Regions from separate parts of the Mus musculus genome. Here region 2 is linked to region 1. The links are chromatin contacts, called in public HiChIP or PLAC-seq maps. All regions are on one chromosome and are shown on one strand. The core of a region is the stretch at or near the end of the contact, and the rest is flanking DNA. Distances in the headings are between cores, read along the strand shown. Region 1 overlaps Wdr59 (WD repeat domain 59). Region 2 overlaps Znrf1 (zinc and ring finger 1).

Region 1 (6,018 bases), core at 1,304-3,803:
ATTTTGGAGTAGTAAGTTGGACATAAATCCGATGCTTTTATGAGCTGTCTAACAGGATCCTAGTATTGATAGAACATGAATACCAACACACAGCTCTGTCCTTGTTCCCATGGGGCAAACCACACAGCACCATGACTGACACTTACCATCTCCAGAGCCCAAAGGCCCGTGTGCCCAGTGGTGTGAGTGAAGGCCTAAAGCACTCCAATGAGCATGGGACTCATAAGGGTTTCAAACTCTTGTGAGTGACAAATGTTACTTAATGCCTCATGCTGCCAGAAGTTCATTCTACACAGAGGCCGTTTCTGTGCTAAAAGCAAAGGGCTTTCTTCCCTTCACACCTCTGCACCTCTGCTCCCCTCACCATGGTGGGACCATTTAATGTGTTTACAGACTACAACCCCCTCCACTCATTCTCCTCACTTTTAGCTCTCAGAACCTACAGGGACTCCAGCAGTTGTCGCCCAAATGGATGTCGAGCCCAAGGTGTTTCCAAATCTGGGTCAGACTTCGGCCCAAGGCAAAGATCTGTAGCTACCGTAGCCAGCGACCAAACCTGGACAGACCAAAGGAAGATGCTCAAGTTCAAGCCACAGAAGAGATGCACAGACCCTGCAAAGGGGCCCCATCTGTCTGCCCTCTTCCTACAGTCTGAAACCTCACTACGAGGATGCAAACGGCTCGGGCTGGCAGAATGCTAAGCCCCACTCCGACTTACTGCATTAAAGCTGATGCATTAACAGGGTCCTCAGTGACTGACGATACTATAAAGCTGAGAAACACTAGCCTTAAAACTTTCATTAAAAGCCAAACATGGTGGCTCACGCTTGCAACTCCAGCCCTTGGCAGGCTGAGACGGCCAAGAGTTGGAGGCGAGGCTATCCCGAGTTTTACCCCAACCCACACCACATGGCCAAGCCATGTAAGGAAGAATAACCTTCCACAAAGCAAGCTTCAGAGAGCAAACACATCATAGTCCAAGGTCCAGCTTCTTCAGCGTGCTTGGCCTCTTCTGACGCTTCCCTGGTGAACAGGGTCGGCAGAGACCAAACCAGAGCAGCCCACAGCCCACTGAGGACCTGCTCTTCGTGCCGTGGGTGGAGAATGCCGTCACCTCCATTACAAAGTTTTAGGGCTCTTTTGAAGCTAAAGAACAGGCCAAGAACTAAACAACCTTGGCTTTGTTTCTGTTGACATGAAGTCTGATGATCACCCAAGGCCTCCAACCGCACGGGGCTTAGAATCACCACTCTAATGTCCATTAAATGTCTAGTAAGCCCAAGGCCTTCACTGCCCATCAGAAAGAGATGAGCAACCCCTTGAGACCTTAAAAAAATCGAATACTGCTTTTGGAAAATCTCTTCTGCTTTGTTTTGCTTTTTGTTTTGTTTTTTTTCTAGACAGGGTTTCTCTGTGTAGACCTGGCTGTCCTGGAACTCACTCTGTAGACCAGGCTGGCCTCGAACTCAGAAATCTGCCTGCCTCTGCCTCCCAAGTGGTGGGATTAAAGGTGTACACCACCACTGCCCGGCTTGTTTTGTTTGGTTTTGAAAAAGCAATATAATCATCGTACCCACTACCTGGAACACACTATTCTAAACCCGAAAGGAAGAAGACACAAACTTTGAGTCAAGTCTATAATTTGAGACCAGCAAGCAAATAAAAATTCGGAAAGGCAAACATTAGATATGTAAGATACAGCACAAGGGCAACATACAAAAAGTGACACACCAGTATTGCTCCAAGTACAGACATGCAGCTCACACTCATCGCCAAAGTTAACGATGGCAGGACAGGTTTTCTGCCATGGCTGACTATTGAGTTGTGTTAGAGTCTCCCTCCATAACACACATTTCCTAAAGGCTTTCAACAGAAGCGTGCCCTTGCATCTGCTTCACTGGTAAATGCGAGGGACACAAAACAGGAAGTACATCTTCATCAAGGGCAGGAAGAAAAACAATACAAATTCTTTGAGCATCACTGTTTGTCAATCAGGTCATTTCTGTCTTTACACATCATCAAGTCACAAATGACCGTCACATACAGCTGTGGGTGTCCAGACAGCTAGGAGCAGTCACAGGTTTTATGTCATTTACTTCCTCATGAAGTCAGAAGTATGGCTCATTTTATAGCAGGGACCCTGACGTTCACAAAGTCTGGGCAGCTTGCTGGGGATCACACACAGAAAGAGTGTCAGGGCCCAGAAGTCAAGCAGAGCCCACATGAAGACAAGCGTCTCCCCACATCACTGAGACTGGTCTAGCCTTCCATACCAATTCTGTCAGAAAAGCACTGGGGAGGGAGGAGTTGGGGAGAGGAGAGAAGGAAGGAACGGAGACATGCAGGAAGAGAATAAGGAAGAGGGAGAATACTTAAAGGAAAAGCTGTAACCCTGTTGAGAGAATGTTCTTTGGGGTGGGGCAGTCTTCAATGATTTCATATCCCCCATGGGGGTAATTCTTGTGGTTCCCACACTATAAACCCCTCCAAGGCTGAAGGCCTGAGAGAACTTGCCTGGGGTGTTCTCTAGGACTCTGAGCTGGCCTTGGCTAATTCCTATTAGCTTATTTTGCCTTCTTAGTGTTCAGAGTCTGGTGGGTGGGGCTGACGGAAATAGATTAAACCATTAGGGAGTTTTTTTAAAGGGTTTCTGGGAGAGATGATATGATATTCATTACTAGATGAATGGAAATCTTAGAGATTTTTTTAATTAGATATTTTCTCTATTTACATTTCAAATGTTATCCCCTTTCCTAGTTTCCCCTCCAAAAATCCCTTCCCCCTTCCTCTCCTCCTCTCCCCGCCCCCTCCCAACCACCCACTCCTGCTTCCTGGCCCTGGCATTCCCCCTATACTGGGGCATAGAACCTTCACAGGACCAAGGACCTCTGTTAGGGATGTTTTTAATCAAATGAAAATCAAGGGAAGGCCTCCGTGCTGACTCACTCAGTTATGAGGGAAACTCTGAGCTGCTGGGAGAGCTGCTAGTGACTTCCAAAGCTCAGTCTTGTCATCAAGTAGAGAACAGAGAGCAAGACAGACAGGAGGGGCCTGGCGGTTGCCCAGGGCTGATGGGAAGAACTGACTGAAAGACAAGAGTTTCTTTTTATGGGTGATAAAAACACTCTGCACGGTTTCTAATGAGAGCACTGACAACACTAGGAACTAAGTATCTCACTGTAAGGGGCAGACTAGTGATGTGCAGAACGTGCAGACTAGTGATGTGCAGAACGTGCAGACTAGTGATGTGCAGAACGTGCAGACTAGTGATGTGCAGAACGTGTCTCAGTAAAAAAGAACAATACATGGGAACCTCCGGAGATGAAGGAAACGGACATCTTACACATACTGTCAGATTTTACTATTTAACAATGTACTACTATTTTACAAGTATGGGTGTTTTGCCCGCAGGTATGTCTATCATGCACATGCCTGGTGCCAGAGGAGGCCAGAAGGGGTAGCTGGATCCCCTGGGGCTGGAATTACAGATGTGAGCCACCACATGGATGCTGGGAATTGAACCAAGGCCTCCTATCAGAGCAGCCCGTGCTCCAGCCTTCTCTGCGTCTCTCCAGCCCCATGAAGTCATGTTTAAACTGAGCATCTCTACCTTGAAGTACACGCTGGTAAACTTTCTTATGAAATATTTTTTTAAAAATTAAAAAAAGTAATTGAGGTGAAATGACAAAGGTACAGACAGATTCTCAAATTTAGGCGACAATGATCACTGTGGCATTGAAAAATAAACCCACATAGTTTAAGGGAAAAAAGCCACTTAAGGATCTTCCCCACTTAGCACTAATAACAAAATTTACCCACAGGTGGCAGTGGTGGCACTTGCCTTAAATCCCAGTACTAGGGAGGCAGAGCCAGGCAGACCTGAGTTTGAGGCCAGCCTGCTCTACAGAGTGAGTTCCAGGAGAGAGAGGGAGAGAGGAAAGGAGGGAGGGAGGGAGGGAGGGAGGGCAGACTGGCAAAGAAAATAAAAAAGAAACTTCAAATAGTGGGCACACCTATCAGTGTCACTAGCTGACAATTGTCAAGGCCAGAACCTCACCAACACAGATTGACAGTACCTGGACAAGATCCTTCCTTCCCACAAGCATGGCAGAAGTGGCATTCTTCTGACATGTCTCCTGAGTGTCGTTCACATTCAATCTGAAATTAAAACAAACAAGACTAAGAAGGTTTCTACTTGAACTTCCCAAGAACTCCTCCTGATTTACCAGCCTAGGTAAGTGTCTCTTTGGTTGTCACTCAAAACACCTCCTCTATCTGACAGGCTGGGAAGGGTTAATTAGAGCAGGTGCTGCAGGGCTTAGGGTTCCCACCTGGGGAGGACCGGAAATACTCACCACTTTCAGGAGGAGGCAATAAGAAAAATATTAATTAGCTACCAGCTTTTCTGTTGAGTTCTCAAGGTTTGGGATTTAAATGTGTACATACTAACTGTGATTTCCATCTAAAAAGTATTGTGCTGTGGGTATATCTCAAAAGATAACACTTTCTGTGATGTGTTCAAGGGCTTGGAAGACCTACAGGCCAGCCTCTGCTCCTATTGTCTTTCAATAAAAGAAGGCTCTAAATTCAGCTTGCTGGACCCTGAGCTTCAGCAGAGACCATCGGTGGGCCCAAAGTTATGCTTTCAGTTAGGTGAGATCGGGGGCAAGGAGGGCCCACCAAGCTGGGTGCCTGACCTACACAAAGAGTGAGGTAAGAAATGCACACTTGGGCTGGTGAGATGGCTCAGTGGGTAAGAGCACCCGACTGCTCTTTCAAAGGTCCAAAGTTCAAATCCCAGCAACCACATGGTAGCTCACAACCATCTGTAACGAGATCTGACTCCCTCTTCTGGAGTGTCTGAAGACAGCTACAATGTACTTCCATATAGTAAATAAATAAATCTTAAAAAAAAAAAAAAAGAAATGCACACTCTTTGAAGCCACAGTTTATGGCAATTTGTTAGTCACTATCAAGAAGCTACCACACCGAGTTTCCCCAAGTTGTCTAAGACTTTACAAAGCTCTGCAGCTCCCAAGGTGCCGTGCCCCATGCCGCCTGGGCCCATGGACTTACATGTACAGCTCTCCCAAGGACTTATGAACGGGAAGGAGGCACGAGACATCCTGGATGATGACCTTGCCAGCAGCCTTAATGGGTCGGTTGCCGGAGTCAGAGCCTTCCCGCTTACTCTTCCACCTCCTCGATTTCTAAGGGAGATGACCAGAAGTGACTAACGGGGCCTCTGGAGAGTGGGAACCTACAGTTGCACAGTACATCATATTTGGGTCATTGGTCATTTGCAGAGACTTTAAATTACATCGTGCCCCACAATTACATGAAATCAGCATCTGTAGGAAATAAAAGGTAACAAATGGCCCAAAGCTCTTGATCCAAGACCCTCATGGGGAAACAAGCACCTACTGCAGGGCCATCTACATTCTGCAGGTGCTCAAAAATAGATACCAGGAAGCCAGAATTAATTAATTAATTTAAAAATAGCAGGTAAAGAAGTTAGTAAAGATCCCCCACAAACGGGGAAGGGGGACTTTAGGGTGTTCAGTACTAGGTTCAAAGTTCTTGCCTGAAACGATTCAAAGGTTTTTTTTTTTCTTCATAGACAGTTTCAACAGGGTTAGTTGATATTTTAATTCAGACACGACAGTGTGGGCTCTGCAAGGCTATTATGTCTGAAGACAGAGACACTGGGTAACATAAGACCTTGCTTTTGTAGCAGGCCTGAATTATTTCTATAAGCGATCATTTCTGAAGGTCAAAGATACTTAGTTGGGGAAACCCAGTTAACAGACATGGGAGACCATGGGCGCATGTTTCAGCTCCCAGAGCTGCCTCAGGAAGTGGCTGTGAGGAATGAGAAATGTCGTGGGAAACAAAAAGTCACAGAGTGTCGCCCCATCTGGCATCTTCAAAAAGACAACCAGTTATCGGAGCAATGTCCTATTTTATTTCCAAAAGTTAAAAGAGGTCACCAAAGACACTTGATTAAGCAAGGGAGCC
Region 2 (5,504 bases), core at 1,193-3,692, 130 kb after region 1:
GGAAACAGGCAGACAGGCCACAGGATGGGTATCAAGAGTCTACATGCCAGCATACACCAAATCTGCCCATTCTTTCCTTCCTGCTGGGAGACAAGAACAGCACAGCATGACTATCTAGAAGAAAGAGCACAATGCTCTAAGTTTAATGGAACATTTATGGTGGACTCATGTCTAGGATTTACTTCAAAATAATCTGGGGCAGGGAAAGTAGCTATGGTGAACAGTGTAAAATTTGCCATCCAGATTTAGACACATCTAAGACTAAAGGAGAGAACTATTCATTGCACTAGGATAGCAATCCATAACCAGATTGTCCTAGCAAACCAAGATATGTATACCTCAGGCAAGCATGAGATGGGCCTGTCCCGGAGTTGGTCATTGTTGAGGCTAGGCGGCTAGTACTTGGAAGCTCATTCTATTTTTTGTTTGAAGATTTCCATAATAGAAGAGATTTCTAAGATATTTTTTAGACTGCCACAGTGGCTGTAGTCCCCCCAAAGGAGCTATGGAGATTGTGAAGCTGGGGATTTAGCCCAATGGGAGAGCATTTTCTATACACAAGGCTCTGGGTTTGATACCTATATCTTCTCTCACCACCCCCACTCCGTTCCCCTTTCAACCTCCAAAAATAGTCCCTTTTGCTCTGAAAGTGGTTGTTGGGACCCTTGCCAGCCCATTAAGAGTAGTAAGCTTAGGTCATCTCTGCTGGCTGCACCCTGGGCACCTCTAGAAGGGCCCCTCCACCTGCTCTTGTTGACAGGAAGAATGAGAGGCTGCAGGTTGCTCTAGCCTAATGGGATTGGTTCAGCCTGCCCGGGGACCAACCGCAACAGTTCCCTTCACAAACACACCACTGTCTGGTAGAGATCTGTACACAGGCACATGCGATTGTTATCTGTGGCAGGCAGGAAGCAGTCTGCAGACAGCGGGCTCTTAACCGACATTCTGCGGCGCGCGCACTTCCCTGTCCTACTTACCCCTCGCCCTGGTTTCAGCAGTTGCTGGAACTGAGAAGTTGAAGGCAGCCTCTGCCGGGGTAAACTCCAGCAGTGGGTGCACATACCTGTAGTTGGTTAGCTCTGTGCAGTAGTACACGGTTGGTCCTCCTTCATACGGTTCCATGAGAACTTGGCGTAGTGCTTCTGGAAACGGATGGATCCTGAGCCCATCCCAAGAGTCCCAAGAATCTATGTATAAGGTCTATTCACCAGATAAGCCTAATCCACTGTGGACATTTCTGTTCAGTTCCCTAAGGACACCCATTGATTCACCAAGAGTAGAAATTATATTTAATTCTCTGCTGTGTATCCTACTGTTCAATATAGAGTAAATGTGAATGGACAGACTGACTGATTTAATGCCCATCCTGAGTTTGGCCAGCAGTTATGTTTTCATTGGTACCTAGAGAATAGAATGTACTCTGTGGGTGTAAAGATTATACTCCAAGTCCTCTCTGGAATCCCGTCATCTGGTGTGGTGTAAGCGGTGGGGTCTGTGGGAGGTGCTTGGCTTTAGATAAGGTTGTTACAATGGAGTCTTGATCATGGAGTTGTGCTTTTAGACGAGACAGAGTCACCAGCACTCTCTACCATGTTAGGACACAACAAGAAGGCTGTTGCCTACAGGCCAGGAGTAAAACACTACATCTGCTAGCACCTTGTATCTTTGGCTTGAAAGTCAATAGAACTGTGAGAAATAAATATTTGCTCTTTAAGCTACTGGTGGTCCACAGTATTTAGTCATAGCAACCCAAATGGACTGCGAGAGCCCAGATAATTTTCAGCAGGACCAAAGAATCCCAATTATTCCGCTTTGCCTTCTTTTCTGAGACAGGGTCTCACTCTGTAACCCTGTCTGACCTGGAACTTGCCTTAGCCTCAAGTACTGGGATTAAAGGCGTACAGCCTCGAGTCGGGAGGTGATGTGCCTGATGCTGGCTTCATTTCTCTTGAACAGAGAGAAAGCATCTGAGCACTGGTGCTGAGTCGAGATCTGTCTGTCTGTCTGGATGGGTGCTTTTTAATTCTTGCCACATATTTCAATAAGCAGTATTTGTCAATATTTATGTTTCTGAAGCCAATCTTCTGGGAAATTGGTGTGCTGACTGGAAATAAGGAAATGTTAAAACCAATATAAAAATAGTCCTCAAGGCAAAATGTCAAAGTGAAGAAGGAGTTTGCAGTTTGTGGTTCTCTCATCTCATAGGCATTTATGAGGGAAAGGTCCAGAACACAGACTGCATAGGACATAATTTGTCTGCTGCCTTGTGCTTGTCCGTGATGTAACTTTCTGTTACAGATTGCTTGCTTTCAGTAGGAGGGCCTTGGCTTTCTTAACCTTGGCTCTGTTGTCACAGGAAAGATTTATGAGGTATCCTCATGTTCCCACTAACATGTTGGAGTCTTTTCCACCAGTCTCCTTATTCCCACCCTCAACTTCCTCATTCTTATCTCCCAGAGTCAAGTAATCTGAGCCAGAGGAGAAACAATGAATACTATGCCTTGCACACCCTGGTAGAGATCATGTGCTATTTTAGGGATCTTAGAATTGGAGGCTCTTTTTGTTTGTGCTATACCCAGGGACTCTCTAGGAAATTTCTTTTGACCCTTTAGTCAATACCTCAAAAAACACTAGGATATTTCCATGTAGCTGTGGGTGACAGGAAAGCAATAAGGCTGTGAGGCTGGCACTCCCTCCCTCTTCCATCCTGTGTTTTTCTCTTTAGGTGCCATTTCAAAACCCAGTGTGGCCTTGGGAACTATATCCTGAGTGTCTGCCTCCATGTACTCCAGGGTGTAAGTGCAGCCGAGCGGAGGATGTGCTGATGAGAAGGGGCCAGGGCTAAAGTCACGCAGGAATCCAAATGTTCATTGTTTCTTATGTGCTAGGGCCCAAGCTTCAGCTAGTACTTTCTGAGAAATGAACAGAGGAGTATGTGTTTTTATAATCTGGGATTATAGGGAGCACCTAGGAAGAACCTTCTAGTTGACTTCCAGTGATGTGAAGGCCAGGGCTGGTGATATTTACAGATGTTAAGTTGCACAATGCAGGCTAGAAAGACGGCTCAGTGGTTAAGAGCACTGACTGCTCTTCCAGAGGTTCTGAGTTCAGTTCCCAGCAACCACATGGTGGCTCACAACCATCTGTAATGGGATGCAATGCATTTTTCTGGTGTGTCTGAAGACAGCTACAGTGTACTCATATAAATAAAAATAAATGAATCTTTTTAAAAAAATGTTGCACAGTGCAAACAAATAGTTTTATTCTATATGAATGATCATTTGTGTTTAAGTATTATGGCCATTTGCCAATAAGTCCAATACTAATCAAGCATTTTCTCTCTTGTCATTGAAAAATTCTAATCATCTAATGGTGTGGATCATGCCTTTAGAAACCCAGAAATCAGTCCAGTATGAATTCTTGGTATTATTTTTTCCCTTTCTTGTCTCTTTCTTAACTGACCTTTTTTCTCCAAACACATTCATGCTCTTTCTCTCCCGTCCTTCCTCCCTCCCTCTCTTTGTCCCCCCTTTCCCATCTCTTACTCTCTCCCCCTCCATCTTCCTTTCCCTTATTAAAAAAAGGAAAGCTGGGAGCTAGAAGATGGCTTAGAGGTTAAGAGTACTGACTGCTCTCCCCAGTTCCCAGGACTCACATGGCAGCTCACAACTGTGTAACACATACATATACTACACACACACACACACACACACACACACACACACACACACACACACACCCCACACACATATAGGGCAAAATGCCAATACACATGTAATAAGTGAATTTAGAAAAAATAAAGAAACAAAACTTGGCATCCCTTGGGGAGGGGGAGCTAGTTGAATATTGGGATCTTGAGCTATATGAATAAAGAACACTGGGACTTCATCTCTATCCACAGTGTGGTTCCAAGACCAGTCAGTTTTCTTTGGGAAGTTTGCTGAGGATGGTTGCTGTAAATGGGGCTCAGTTTACATAGCCAGTGTCTTGCTCCAACACTGCCCCCTGAAGCTGCAGAAAGAAATGCTCTTTCCCCTTGTAATATAGAGACAACCCGCAAATCATTTGGGGCTGATAATTGCACATTTACATAGACACTAGCTTTTTCCCCCCATGTTTGGTTTTGATTTGTTTGTTTGTTGTTTTCTTTCTCTCTCTCTTTTTAAGATTTATTTATTTATTTTTATGTATATGAGCACACTGTAGCTGTCTTCTGACACACCAGAAGAGAGCATCAGATCTCATTACAGATGGTTGTGAGCCACCATGTGGTTGCTGGGATTTGAACTCAGGGCCTCTGGAAGAGCAGTCAGTGCTCTTAACCACTGAGCCATCTCTCCAGCCCTGTTTCTTTTTTTCAAGAGCTGTGTGTAGCTCTGGCTGTCCCAGAACTCACTCTCTGCAGAGCAGACTGACCTCAAACTCAGAGATCCACCTGCTGCTGTCTCCTGAGTGCTAGAACTAAAGGCTGCCACTTCTCCCGGTTCTGGTTCGGGTTTTTAAGAGGCAGTGGTATTGGACTTGCTTCCCATGACTTATATTTATCTTGAACAGTATTCTTTGGCATTGCCCAGACACTGGAAAGCCCACACAAGCAGTGGTGAGGATTGTTGGGTACCAGGAACATGGCTGTGTGGTGTGTGGAGGCTGACATGGGTATGACGAGTGAGGAGGGAGAAGGTAGTGCTCAGGTCAGTAAGCATGTCAGGGCTGGATTTATCCATCGTAATTGCCTTGCTTGCTTGTAGGTAATCCTTGGTGTCTGGGAACTAGAAGAACTCCTGGCTTGATCCTCTGGATACTGGACAATGTCCCTCTTTCAACAGATGGCCCATCCTTTAAATAAGACATCTCCAAAATGCAAGCCAAATGCTCCCCCTGGAGACCTTACACCCACATTTTATGTGTAATGGTTGGGATTCCTGTAAACTTGTCCAAGCATGATGACCAGGTTATGAGAAACGATAAGGCAGTGTTCATCTTTGCCAGTCATTGGAAACCTGATCTCACACTCAGGCTAAGGTTTCATTGTCTTGTACTGATCAGGCGTGAATCACCACGTTCTTGTCCCAGCTACCATCCTTTCCTGCTAAGTAGCCCTTCTTCCTCCTTGAAGAAATGGGTTATTTCCAGGAAAGAGCCATTAGACAGTGGCCAGCCTGAGCTCCTGCTGCTGGCCAGTGCTTTTCTTGGTCTTCCTGTGTCTGCAGTGCTGCCGTGACAACCAGGATATACCTCTGTGTACACTCTTCCCCTTGCTTCCGCGTGTAGCTATCTGCACCGAACCTGTTCTGGTTTGCAGCAAGTGAACAAGAATAACTTTACTGGGTATAAGATTGAGCATGTAACTTAATACTCATTTTCACATGTTTGTTGTATATACGTCTCAAATTTTAGCAACTCAAAAAATTAATGTATGGTCTGGTGTGGTGGTTTGTGCCTTTAATCTCAGCACTCAGGAGGCAGAGGCAGGCGATCTCTGAGTTCCAGGACAGCCAGGGCTA

The links. HiChIP or PLAC-seq counts read pairs in DNA pulled down with a chosen protein or histone mark.
Region 2: a contact with region 1 is called in a CTCF HiChIP or PLAC-seq map of the NIH/3T3 cell line, with 8 read pairs. The contact joins two enhancer-like sites. A contact is called at or near these places in 3 of 15 datasets of contacts at CTCF or cohesin (the NIH/3T3 cell line, pro-B cells and thymocytes), 1 of 484 Hi-C or Micro-C datasets (the G1E-ER4 cell line), 1 of 115 datasets of contacts at active chromatin or transcription factors (double positive thymocytes) and 3 of 9 other capture datasets (adipose tissue, liver and pancreatic islet).

What each region holds. Positions count from the first base shown.
Region 1 is chr8:111,461,713-111,467,730 of GRCm38.p6, forward strand. Wdr59 (WD repeat domain 59) reads right to left here. Exons shown (of 26, transcript NM_001170742.1): 19 at 5,077-5,210; 20 at 4,077-4,158; 21 at 444-556. Among named protein-coding and RNA genes, the nearest start is that of Gm24793, 46 kb to the left of the region's middle. Within about 2 kb of position 2,554, at least 35 of the 459 cell types and tissues checked have an H3K27ac peak or open chromatin away from gene starts, as enhancers often do. A contact at or near this core is called in the NIH/3T3 cell line and adipose tissue, where this site is marked.
Region 2 is chr8:111,595,104-111,600,607 of GRCm38.p6, forward strand. All of the region lies in intron 1 of Znrf1 (zinc and ring finger 1), which reads left to right. Among named protein-coding and RNA genes, the nearest start is that of Ldhd, 32 kb to the right of the region's middle. Within about 2 kb of position 2,443, at least 201 of the 459 cell types and tissues checked have an H3K27ac peak or open chromatin away from gene starts, as enhancers often do. A contact at or near this core is called in the NIH/3T3 cell line and adipose tissue, where this site is marked.